Linked DNA regions of Zea mays: all the other regions are linked to region 2. A link is a contact called in public Hi-C data. All regions are on one chromosome and are shown on one strand. Each heading gives the region's core, a stretch centred on a gene start, on an enhancer-like site or on the middle of the called end of the contact. The rest is flanking DNA. Distances are from core to core; before and after follow the strand shown.

What was found. Hi-C and Micro-C count contacts between places; a contact is called where the count stands out from the background.
Region 1: a Hi-C map of leaf shows a contact between it and region 2, with 3 times the contacts expected there. The contact joins the promoter of LOC103651344 here to the promoter of LOC100382758 in region 2. A contact is called at or near these places in 15 of 25 Hi-C or Micro-C datasets (bundle sheath, ear, endosperm and 3 more) and 2 of 3 datasets of contacts at active chromatin or transcription factors (leaf and seedling).
Region 3: a contact with region 2 is called in a Hi-C map of root tip, with 5 times the contacts expected there. The contact joins the promoter of LOC100283437 here to the promoter of LOC100382758 in region 2. A contact is called at or near these places in 5 of 25 Hi-C or Micro-C datasets (ear, endosperm, leaf and 2 more).

The regions. Positions count from the first base shown.
Region 1 is chr3:213,341,095-213,345,417 of Zm-B73-REFERENCE-NAM-5.0, reverse strand. It overlaps LOC103651344 (transcription factor MYB4), which reads left to right and starts at 3,032. Exons shown (of 2, transcript XM_008676965.4): 1 at 3,032-3,514; 2 at 3,606-4,323. The coding sequence starts at 3,379.
Region 2 is chr3:213,476,767-213,481,167 of Zm-B73-REFERENCE-NAM-5.0, reverse strand. LOC100382758 reads left to right here and starts at 2,017. Exons shown (of 2, transcript NM_001175473.1): 1 at 2,017-2,252; 2 at 2,399-3,058. The coding sequence starts at 2,088. The coding sequence ends at 2,977.
Region 3 is chr3:213,627,768-213,632,136 of Zm-B73-REFERENCE-NAM-5.0, reverse strand. LOC100283437 reads left to right here and starts at 2,741. Exons shown (of 7, transcript NM_001156338.2): 1 at 2,741-3,032; 2 at 4,045-4,369. The coding sequence starts at 2,914. It overlaps LOC103651345 (D-glycerate 3-kinase, chloroplastic-like), which reads left to right. Exons shown (of 12, transcript NM_001326531.1): 6 at 1-66; 7 at 215-246; 8 at 334-402; 9 at 494-568; 10 at 646-762; 11 at 860-910; 12 at 1,168-1,429. The coding sequence ends at 1,305.

The DNA of each region.
Region 1 (4,323 bases), core at 1,783-4,282, 140 kb after region 2:
AAACTCCAAAATGAGTGTTAGGTGAAAATCTTGCAAGTCAAGTCTTGTGATAATTTGACTGATTTATTTACTAAATCTTTACATGCAACCATATTTAGAAGATGTGTTCAAGGTACAGGGACGATACACTTAAAAGACATGCATGGCCTAGCGGAGGACACCCTTGAATATTAGTCCTTACTATTCGATCTTGAAGATCATAAGCTATACACCCTTGAATACAACCATCATATTCTTTTTCCTATTATGAGTTTTTCTTAAGTATCTCACAGATGATTTTAAATGAGGCAATAAGTATAATACATGGAGCGGTATTACGCACTCTTTCTCTATTTTTCTACTAGTTTTTCGAATTTTTAATGAGGCATGAGTTAGTCGTAGTATTCATTTAATATAGAGTGTTAAGAAACCCTTACTAAAGGTTAAATGGGCTAATGCAAACGAATCTAAGGAGCTCTATCTTCCTGTACAATAAATTTGTACCCTCCCATAATAAATAATAAGAGAAGAAACCATTCACCATTGTCCCATTGTCTCATGTATCTGTCACTACTAAAGAATGGGGCTTCGGTCCAACAGCTTTTGTTCCAGTTTATTTAAAACCAGTATTGATATTGGCTTTAGTGTCAATTTTAAATACGAAGATCCCTGAAAACGAATTAGTACTGGTTGTTGTCCATAACCGATACTAATATTAAGTAATTTAGTACTGGTTAAATATAAGAACCGGTACCAAAACCTTTAGTACTTGTTCTACTACAAAACTGGTACTAAAGATCTCACAGCTAGCTCAAACCTTTATTACTCTAGTACCATTTTTTTGTAAGAACAGGTACTAGAAGGTATTTTCATTTTTCACCAACGCAATTAGGATTCAATGGTCCAATGAACATGGAGAAGTGTACCTAAAAACTTATGAGGTGTGGCTTTATAGGCCCGGTACTTCATCTTGGTCACAAATTACTGAAAGAAGATTGAAAATATCATCAGATATTTATGACATTAGAAGACTATGAAGCAAAAATCTATATAGCTTATGTTGATTATTAGATTAATGATGTTGTGTTAGTGTGTTGAATGTTATGAACAATGTAGTGAGTTGTGAAATATGAAGTGGTTTTGAGCTCCGAGATGTGTACTATAAATTGGTGATTGTTATGAACTATATTTGATTTTATATTGTATGCATGTTATCATATTTGTTTTGGTTCTCTGGATTGATACATATATAAATATATGTTTTGGTTCTCTGGATTGCATATATGTTTTGGTTCTCTAAGTTGATACACATATACATATCAATATGACCCTGGACCAACTTATAGTACCAGTTTAGACCAAAAACCTGTTCTAACCATGGTATTTAGCACAGGTTTTTGCTTAAAACCGGTACTATCGGTTTCTGGCATGAACCGATATTAAATGTTACATCTTTAGTACCGATTCAGGCCAAAACCCGATACTAAAGTTCTTTTTTTAGTATGGTTCATACAATCAGGACTGAAGATTGAGACCTTTAGTCTCGGATGTCAAGTACTGGTTGAAAGTCCGGTATTGTAGCCGGTTGGCAATGGGTATATAAATGTCGCATTATGCAGTATTGTGTGCTTGAGCCGTCGTGAAAAGAAAATAGAAAACAATCTTTTAACATCTTTCTCACATCTCCATTGTTTCGACGAACGACACTTCTCTCTCTTCTCGCACACTCCATGTTTGTTTTCCCTTTTAGCAATCTTGTGCTTGGAACCTGATTTTGGTGAAGACGAACACACTACGGCCGGCGGCATAGGAAGCTTCAAGCAGACTATACACATGTGAATCCGTTGTTGCGAAACCTTTGAAAGATGTCGGAACGGCAGGGGTCGTAGTCAAAGCCAGAAACCTGGAACCCTGCACACAACAGCACAGCACAGCACATCGTCTTCCTTCCGGTTTTGTTCTCGTTGCATAACCGAACATTAAAAATAAAAGCAGGTAGCACTAGCAGCCGTATGAGTTGTCTTCGGCCCTGTGTGAACTATACGATGGCCATCTCCGTTCGCTCCGTTCCTATCTGCACAGTCTTCGCCGGCGCAAAAAGGCCCAGACGTATGCGCCTTGGCTACTGTTTGTTTACTCTTTTTTTCCCGCCAAAGCGACTGTGGGCGAAGGTCTTCGTCGTCTAAACAGGGGAAGGAAAGACGAGAGTGCCCACCCTAGACTTGGAGGAGTGTACACTCCTCCTTCGAGACGATGACAAGGGTCAAACGGGTTGGTGGTGTTGCGTCGTAACGGCCGGCGACGCGAAGAATGCCCCCCGGCAGCGGCAGGTAGCGCACAGCACAGCACAATCCTGTGAGTCACCCCACGCTTGACCCCCCGCCGCACCGCTCTGCTGCTGCTTCGCGCGCTCGGCGTCCCCCGGCCCTACCCTAGTAAGCCGAAAGGGAAAGGCGTACGTCCAAGCAATCCATACGGATACGGCCATGCTCGCGAGCCTCGCGTTCTTTCTTTTTATATCCCGTGGCGTGGCGGTGTCCGCATGGGTGCAGTGCAGCGCAGCGCAGGTTTGACGAAGCGTGCGTCGCATGGGCACACAGACAGGTTCTAAACACAAGCTTTTATTTATATAATCAACGACGACGCACCTGCGTTTGTCAACAATAATGCCTAAGGAAGGACTGTATTTGAAGGAAGTGTTGTGCAGTAGCCACAGGGACGCGGTTGCAAAGGAACTACTCCCTCCGTTTCTTTTTATTTGTCGCTGTATAGTGTAAAATTGCACTATCCAGCGACAAATAAAAATAAACGGAGGGATTACGTACATTTTTCTAGTCTGTCTAGTGGGGGTGACATAAAAATGACGCTCCTCACCGCGTGCTTGCAGGGGGTGGTAGTGGTACAAAGGACAAGCGCCACTTGTATGCCTGTGGACAAGCACAACCGGACGGATTGACTAAACTCACGAGTAGTAAAACTCGCAAGTACTGGTCAACACACACATGAGTATTATAGAAGCAAAATGTATGTATATATTTTTTTTGCAAAACAAACTGGGACAGGGACGAACAATAATACGGCCGTGGGGGGACGGGGACGGCTCCGCAAAATGGTCGCACCTGGCCCACGCCCACTATCCCAGGCCCCAGACCCCGAACGCGCGCCTGGAGCTGGTGCTGGCTCAGGGACTCGAGGTGTGAAGCTGCCTGCCTGCCTGCCGCTATAAAACACGCCTGCGCTCCCCACAGGCCGCAGCTCGCTTGCTGGCCTTGTTGCCTGCCCACCTTGTGCCAGAAAACACACGGCCGCCACCCCCCCCCCCCCCCCCCCCCACCCCGCGCCACCACCCAGTTCTTCGATCCCATTCCAAGCGCGCGCAGCAGCAGCAGCAGCGCCAGCATGGGTCGGGCGCCGTGCTGCGACAAGACGAGTGTGAAGCGGGGGCCGTGGTCGCCCGAGGAGGACGACCTGCTGCGCAGCTACGTCCAGAACCACGGCACGGGCGGCAACTGGATCGCGCTCCCGCACAAAGCAGGTGCGTACTAGCTGTTCTGTGCATGCCCGCGAGATGGTTTCCTTGCTCATGATGGTTGCTTTAATTCGTCCTGTCCATGTATCGCGCGCAGGGCTCAACCGGTGCGGCAAGAGCTGCCGGCTGCGGTGGCTCAACTACCTGCGCCCCGACATCAAGCACGGCGGCTACACGGAGCAGGAGGACCGGGTCATCTGCTCCCTCTACAGCTCCATCGGGAGCAGGTGGTCCATCATCGCGTCCAAGCTGCCCGGGCGGACGGACAACGACGTCAAGAACTACTGGAACACCAAGCTCAAGAAGAAGGCGATCGCCATGCAGCAGCAGCAGCAGCAGCAGCAAGAGTACTACCAGCAGCAGCACAGCTCAGGAGGCCGCGGCCGCCGCGCCGCCGCCGCCGCCGCCGCTCCCCGAAGCCAATGCGCCTCCGTGCAGCCGTCGCCCGCGTCCGCCTCGTCCGCCGTCACCACCGCGAGCGCCAGCGACGCGTGCAGCTTCGGGGCCATGTACCCCTCCCCGTCGGCGCTGCAGGCCGCTCCGGTGCTCGCGCGCTACGACAGCACGGCGGCGGCGCCAGCACCACTGTCTCTGCCGCAGCAGGCGTCTTCGCTCGCCGCCGAGTTCGTCCCTCCCGCGCCACCACCCGTCGGCGCCAGCTGGGCCGGCGGGCTGCCCCTCGACGACATGTTCCTGCCCGAGCTCCTCGGGGACAGCGAGTTCCCGCCCGGCGACGGCGACTTCTTCGGCGCCGGGGCCGGGGCCGGGCTCCTCGCCCCGCTGCTGCTGCAGGACAGATTTCCAGCGGCGTCCCT
Region 2 (4,401 bases), core at 768-3,267:
AGTTTTAGTTTTTATATTTAGCAATTTTAGAACTAAAATAAAATAAAATGTAGGAACTAAAAAATAGTTCCTAGAAACCAAACAACTCCTAAGTCAGAAGTTGAACTTTAGAACGTTGCAAGACTATAAATGAACTCAGGTCAGCAGCCTGCCTGCCATGCTCGTGTAAAAACTCCGCAAGCGCGGTACTCAATTCTTTCTGCAAAATGGACATGCAACAGAGCACGAAATTTGTAACAAAATGGGCACTATGCCTGCCAGGTCGCTGACTAGAACATCTGAAACATATACTGTTTTGTACTTGTGTATATATATCCCTCAAAGCGCAAGCATCGTGCCTTTGCTGAGTGTGTATTGAAAGCTCTCATTTTGTTTCATCTATATCCCTCAAGCACAAACATCACGCCTTTCCCTGAGTTTGTGTTTTCAAGATAAAATAATGGTCATCAAGCCCCCATGGCCGCTCACCAAAGTGCAAATGCTACGGCTATGAAAGTAGGGAACATGGAACAACAAAGTTACACCATCCTTAGATGTTGAGTTTGTGATCCAAATTCTGAATAAAGCAGCCAAATTGGCGAGCAAAGCGGAGACCCATCGATACCATTTGGAATTTGCTGGAATATGGCTCTAATTCCTTTTATATATTTGTAATATGTCTTAGAATATGTTTTCCTGTATACCTATAAATATAGACTCTCTTTGTAACTTGTACTCTGCAGTTGATATTGGATCTGTTCTCTCGTGGTTGTTTGCTCCTCCATATTGGAGGAGATTTTTCCACGTAAATAATCTTTGTGTCTATTTTATTTTCCTAACAAGTGGTATCGAAGCTAGGGTTAGTCACATTGTTTTTATCCACATTATGGTCGTAACCGCTTGATCTTAAGGTTTCTCATGGCAATCGTATTATCTTGAAGGGCAATCGTTTGAGTAATTTCTACTACTTGCAATGTTTAACATTTGATGTTGAAGTGTTTCTATTGCGTTCCAGAATAGAGGTTATTTTGATGATACGAAGTCGTGATCCATTTCCATGTCTAATGATTTCTTAGACTTGGTTGATATTCAAATTTAGCATCCTAGTGGTGTTTGGGAAACAACTCTATGGATTTAGAGTCAATGGAGATTTGTTGGAATATGCCTCTAATTCCTTTTATATATTTGAAATATACCTTAGAATATGTTTTCATGTATGCCTATAAATATAGGTCCTCCTTGTAACTTGTACTCTACGGTTGATAGTGAATCTATTTCCTTGTGATTGTTTGTTCCTCCATATTGGAAGGATTTTCCACATAAATCTTTGTGTCTATTTTATTCCCTAACAAAATTAAACCACCACCAAGTCAAAATTCTCCTCAATCTTCCTTACCCTCCAAAATTTAGGGATGAAACGAACAAAGTCTTAATTAAGCAATTAATAGAAGGGATTGAGAAGGATTAAACCTTATAAGGTTTTGTTTGAGTACTTTATTATTGACCTCAATCCACATATATTGAGGTGGATTATGGTGTAACTTAAACTAAATTATACATCAATCTATCTCAACACATGGATTTATGTCAATACTAGAGTATAGTGCTAATTTCATAATCCTATTTTTTAAAGAATTTTTATTTTTGCAAAGAAAAATAAACTAATTTTTTATGAGAAAATGAAAATCGTTTAGAAAAATAGGGTTGTTAAACTAGTCAAAATCCTCAATTTTTCTCAAAACGAGCCAGCTCTTTAACAAGCTACTACAATGGTGGGTGCGCGCTGACGGAGTGTTCAATTCGCACTTCGCCGGCGGCGCGCCTATCCCAGCCCACCACCATCCCACGCCATCCGGAAGTGCGTACGCCGCAGTAGCCGGCTAGCCGCCACGCAGTCACGAGTTGTTTAGCCCCGTCGCCTTCGTAGCTCGTCTAATTTGAGCGGCCCAGAAAAAAAGGATTGCGCGTCGTGACTCCTGATTTCACTCTAAAGTAGACGGGTCCCGTTCGATTTCGCCCAAAACCATCCACCGGCATCGGCCGGAGAGACAGCATATAGGCAGGCAGGCAGGCGCGGTGAGAGGAATCGGCATCAGAGGTACGGTACGATGTTCCGGGAGGAGCAGCTGGACCTGGTGCTGGTGCCGCTGGCCCTGGCGGCGGTGGCCGGCTACCACCTGTGGCTCCTCTGGGCGATCCTGCGCCATCCCACCCGGACCATCATCGGCCTCAACGCCATCGCACGCAAGCGCTGGGTCGCCGCCATGATGGCCGTCGGTACCATGCACCTTCCCATCTCATCGATCGGCCTAGCTAGCTCCTCCCACTCACTCTCTCCCTCATCACCGTATCCCATTCCATTACTCTCTTGCTGCGTGCATACATACCATGGATGGCGCACCGGCCGGCCGGCCAGCAGAACACGGAGAAGAACGGCGTGCTCGCGGTGCAGACGCTGCGGAACAACATCATGGCGTCGACGGTGCTGGCGACCACGGCCATCACGCTGGTCTCCGTCATCAGCGTCTTCATCGGCGTCACGTCTCCGGCCTCCTCCTCTTCCTCGCCGTCCTCCAAGGCGCCGCGGCTGGTGTACGGGAGCAAGGCCGGGGAGGTGTTCGCGGCCAAGTACCTGGCCGTGTCGCTCTGCTTCATGCTCGCCTTCGTCTGCAACGTGCAGGCCATCCGCCTGTACGCGCACGCCAGCTTCCTCCTGGGCGGCCTGCCGCCCGGGCCCGGCGACGAGGCGCGCGAGGAGTTCGCGTCGTACGTGGCGCGGACGGTGAACCGCGGCAGCTACGCCTGGTCGCTCGGCCTGCGCGCCTTCTACGTCTCCCTCGCGCTCTTCCTCTGGACGTTCGGCCCCATACCGATGCTGGCCTGCAGCGTGCTCATGTGCGGCCTGCTCTACTTCCTCGACACCACCAGCAGCGCCGACCACGGCCACGCGCACGGCCAGCAACGGGCCGGCGCCGCCCGAAAGGATAGCACAGTCTGATCTCAATCTACTTCTTTACAAGAATGCCAGCTTTGAGAAACTCGTATCTCAAAACATATAATATATAATATCAGCTTTGAGAAAATGCTATCTCTGTTTCTGTCTCTTCTCTTCACTACATCTTCTTTATTTCTGTAGCCTCTACAACAGATGTAGTCCCTACAGGGATCAAGTATGTAAGGGAGAAAATACCTTGTCGTTAGACCGTGTGCTCGGCAGAGCGTGTATATAGTTGTGTATAACACCGTTTTATACTGTAGACTGTATTGTTTATAAAGTAAAGTTTAAAATACAGGACAATATAGGCAGTGGAATAGAAAGGCTGCTGAAGAAAACTTTAGGCCAACTCCAGCAATCTTCTCATCGCGCTCCCTATCCTCATTCTACGTGCTCTAAGACACTATTTTGCTCTCCAGCAACCTCCACATATCCCTCTCCGCAAAATGGACGTCCGATATTTCACTCCCCATTCCCACGTAGTATCTCTCATTTCCGCGAACAAAGCATTTAAAATCTGACGCTCACGAGACTAAGCTATCATAAACACAGATACGGATGTGGATTGGGAGACCGTTGGACGACCTGGCCTGGCCGATGTGAAGGGTGTGCAACATGTAAAATGGGGATATGGATGGGCACGTTGCTAAAGTTGATCTTATTTCGATCGCTCCTAGGCCACGCCGTTGTCTATGCACATTGCCCACACCTATAATCTGCTTCCCTACGCATCGCACACACATATTCGATCCACGTGCCCCGCCCTTACCCTTGCACCTTGCCTGTGAAACATTGTGGCCACTAGCCAGGTCCCAACACTCGCCCCCCTGTGTAGCGCGCCCATGCGATATCCGTAAATAAGTGAGAAAATGACATGGAACACCGAACCGTATATGACACACAATTCATATGTCCACGTCGGTACCCGTAAAGATTTTTTTTTTAAAAAGCTTTAGTTTCCTCCCGTCCCTCTCCCCTCGTCAGGAACCACCGCCAGCACCACCAAGAAGTGACACACCTAGGCACCCACCCGTCCCTCGGCACCGTCAATGGCGAGGCACAAGGCGGAAGCGTCGGCGCGTCGGGTGTGGACTTTCACCTTCACGACGAGATCCTGGCTGTGATTCTCACCAACACGTATGAGCAACTGGATGTGAAACGCAAGATCACCTCCATGGCCACTGCCTCCTGCGTCTCCCAACTTAAGGCCAACGAAGCGCGCCTCCATCATGATCCTTACTGCTCGCGAGCCCATGAAGCCTTTCTAAAGTCCCTCCTAAAATTTAAAATATGCATAGTACACTTTATGATTTTTATCATTCATCGATGTTTGAATACAAAGCCTGATTTGGGTAAAGGGCCACCAGGGCGTCCGCGCCTAGGTCCCCAAATCCGATGGCCCCCTCCCCATGTCTTTTATATAAAGG
Region 3 (4,369 bases), core at 1,492-3,991, 150 kb before region 2:
CTGGAAGCCACAATCTCCAATTCAGTGTTGAAACACTTGAGTCACTGATGAAACTAACAAAAGAAGGTACATGTTTAGACAAATATTTGGGCCTTCTTCAAACTAGTTGTTTATTTGGGATGATGATTTGTGCCTTCTTGGAAAATTAGTAAAATGATTTACAACAATTTTAAAACATATTTTAGTGAACTCACTATTGTTTTCACAACATTAGGCATCAAGATGAAGGTTCCACGGTATGACAAGGTAAAGGGTGCAGTTAATGTTCCTCTGGCTGATGTTTATAGGCTTATAGCTGATCAGCTGCATGATACATGTCACATGTTCATGTAGTCTGCTTTTGGGGGAAGAGGTGATCGTGCTGATCCTTCTGTGTGGCCGGAGGTTGAAGGGCCGTTAGAGGTAATCTCATGTTTAGTCGAGGAAAATTAGTTTGGTAAGTGACTAAGTGTAAGTGATTCTCAACTTAAGTGTGTCTTCTTTGCTATCCTAGGTTGTTTTCTTTGAAGGATGGATGCTTGGATTTAAACCTCTTCCAAATGAAGTTGTGAAAGCAGTGGATCCCCAGGCAATTATCTGATTCTGTTGTTTTTACCTTACCTGAAGCAATAGTATGACACTATTTAGTAATTTTGTCACCTTCAGCTCGAGGTGGTTAACAACAACCTTGAAGCATACTATGACGCTTGGGACAGGTTCATCGACTCGTGGATCGTTATAAAAATAAGAGAACCTAGTTCTGTCTATCAGTGGAGGCTGCAGGTCATTACTCGAATAATCTGACTAGTGGCAAGTGGTGCTACTGAACTCTGTAACAAACCATGAATTGCACTTTCTGAGTTTAGTATTTGGACTGCAGGCGGAGATAGCTATGAGAGCAGATGGAAAACCTGGAATGTCTGATGAGGAGGTGCGTTCTCTGACAAAACTATTCGCTCCTTAGAGTGACCCCTTCGTTATCCTTGAACATTATTTGTTAAAGTCATGGTAGTGGAAAGAAAAATTACTGATTGACTGGTTACCGATGTTCTTCTTTCAGCAAACCATTTTCATGTCATTTATTTTAAAAAGGAAGCATATATACTCATTTATCCAACAATTAACTTTAGTTTTTTTTCTAGAACAAGTCGATTATCTACAGAAATATAATGCTGGTAGTTCTTTCAGGTTATGGATTTTGTATCACGCTACCTACCAGCATACCACGCATATTTGCCCAAGTTGTACAAAGAGGGACCGAATGGTTCAAAGCCAGACCATCTACTGGTCATCGACATAGACGAAGGGAGGAATCCTAGATCCTAATGAGGGCTCATTTGTTTTGCTCTCAGTTCATGTGAATTGGGTGGAATTGAGTGGGTTTAAATCCTAAACAAGTCAAAATCTTTCATATATTTTTTAATTTCATCTAATCCACATGGGATAGAAATAACCGAACAATGTCTAAGTGTTTTTCATGTACAATGTACATTTTCTGAAATACAGAGTAGGACTTATGACCCCCACAGTGGAGCATGGGCAAATATTAATAGCCTCTCGTTTTCTAGACTTAGTTCAAATATGTCCTAATTATGCAAATTTCATGTATGTTCGATTTCTCCCATATATAGTAATATCTAATCAGAGAAGTGTTCTAGTAGATCTCTTTCTAAGAGCTATATTGATCCTAAAGTAGCTTTGTAGATCTCTTCGTGTCTTAAGTGGGGTGAGCATGATACCCTCGTAATGAATTTTCTAGTGCTACACATAAGTTTCTTGCATGCTTTGACGGAGTCACAATCTCCAAATTGTCTAGGAGGTAACTAGCACCGTAGCACCGTTGTCTTGCAACTCAACCATCTAGTGTCACTTAATACAATCATTTAATGTAACACACTATAAATTGGTGTACCATCTAGTGCCACTCCATACAATCACTCAATGCAACACATTAGAAAACGCTATCGCGGATGTTATCTCTATCAAACGTATATGAGTAGAGGTTTAAAGTTAGGCATAAGACTTGCCGACGAGGTGGCCGAACAGCGGTGGCGGCCTGGCCATAAATTGGCAGCGTTGGTAGCATGTATTGATGTATGTAAGGAGAATGAAGCTGTATGTGGGGATGGATCTGTCTGTTTTTTTTTATAAAAAAAATCAGGCTAGGAGGTGTTTTGGAAATACGTCGTAGCTGGGAGGGGATAAATGCAAAACAGCAGGTCACCACACCACAAGACGGAGATCCAATGGCTACGGACTCTTAGTTTTTTTCCACTTCTGGCCATCGAAATCTGTTGGATACTGTCAACGTCTAGCTTTTCGGTCTATAAAATCAATGTGAACCCAAAATCGATCAAGTAATTGTGGTAATAGAAAATCGTCATTTTCAATATCATAAATTGTGGACTTTTTTATCTTTCTACACACGTAATTTTCATATACTCAGATTATTTTCATAACCAAAATTTTAGAAAAGCTCATCGGGAAAAACTGAATCAAATGTCCATGGACACAAAATACGTTACTATTATAGAAAGCCTAATATGTTAATACTATTACGGAGAAACCATTTAAACGAATTCTATAACAACAAAATAAGGTCATGTTTGAGTTAACACAACTAATAAATTGTTAGTTGGAGCTAACGAACTAATTGTTAGCTAAAGTATTAACTACTAGGCGTTGGAATCTCTGCCGCTAATTTCAGCCGCTATCTATCGGCTCTAGTTTCAAACAGGCCTAACCGAAAGTCCATTTCGTCCCCAAAATTTCGATTTTCGAAACCAAACCAAACCACTCTCCTACTACAGCTCTCGGCCTCCCTCGCGTTCTCTCCATCGAACTGGCGAACTGCTCCTGCTCGTCTCTTCCCACACCACGCATTTTGTCGGGATTCGGGAACCCTATCGCCGGATCTTCGCGGCGGCGGCGGAAATGGCGAATCCCCTCGCGGGGCTGCAGGACCACATCAAGCTTGCGCGGGATTACGCGCTCGAGGGCCTATACGACACCTCCATAATCTTCTTCGACGGCGCCATTGCTCAGATCAACAAGTGAGCTTCCTATAATCCCCTGACCCCGGTTCCCCAGTTGCCGTATTACGCCGTGGATTCGATCGCTATCAGGCCACTACGGCGAATCGGCGATCAGTGGGTGTGAATCGCGACGTCCAGCCCGCCCGGATCTGCGGGTTTGGCCTCACGGCAACGGTTTTCATTTCGACTGCTGCTTTCAGTAGTTTAGCAGTTGTCGTTTTGCTCTGTGGCGCATTTTGCTGAAATGTTGGCTATGTTGTTGGGTCTATCCCTATTTTTAGTTTGCATTTTTTAAGTGAAATGATAAAAATATAATTGATTTGCATCCATATTAGGATAAATGATTGTAACAATTGAGTACTGTTGGTGCGAAGATATTTAAAAGCTAAAAAATGTGTTTTTCCTTGTACTTCATGTTAGTATACGATGGATACACTGTGCATGTTGATCCTCTGATTCATAGAAAATGGATGAACTCTCAGAAAAGTACGGCCGTACAGGCAAATAAGTGAAAAAAGTGTGAAACAGCTTTATGCAGTGTCGTAGACAAGGGAGGCGCCGTTATATATCTATGGGTAAAATAAAAGAGTTAGTTTATAATAAGTTAAAATTTGTTATGTACTTAGCGTAGCGTATGTATGTGTTAATTGTTACTACTAGTGGCCATTGTATATATACATCATTCAATTTATTAGCATTACAACAATAGTTATATATGTGTTGCCCCCCCCCCCCCCCCCCCCCCCCCCCCCCGCCCCTCCCCCAAGGAAAAATTCTGGCTACGCCCCTAGCTGTATGCTTTATTTTAGTCCTGCAAATTTCAAAATAGTGTGTGGTGTGTCTAAAATAGAACAGTGGAATATTGTCGAAGTTACTGTTAGACAGATAATAACTTTGAAGCACTATCCTGAGGGGGGGGGCTCACATTCTTTCTTATTTAATGATAAAATAACTAGGAAAATGAGTTAAAAGCCTAGATAATGTCTTTTCGTTGTGTTCCGTGTTATTAAGGTTAATTTTAACCATACAGGCATCTAACTACTTTGGACGATGCTTTGGTTCGTACGAAATGGATGAACTGCAAGAAAGCAATCTCTGAAGAAGTGGAAAGTGTGAAACAGTTGGATGCTCAATTAAAGTCCCTTAAAGAAGCTCCTGGGACGAGGCGGTCCTCATCACCTCCTATTCGCTCCAATAAATCATTTGTTTTCCAACCGTTGGACGAGTATCCAACATCTTCACCAGCTCCTTTTGATGATCCTGATGTGTGGGCTCCACCAAGGGATACACCGACCCGAAGACCAACAAGAGGTCAATCTAGTGCAAGAAAATCCTCCCAAGATGGAGCCTGGGCA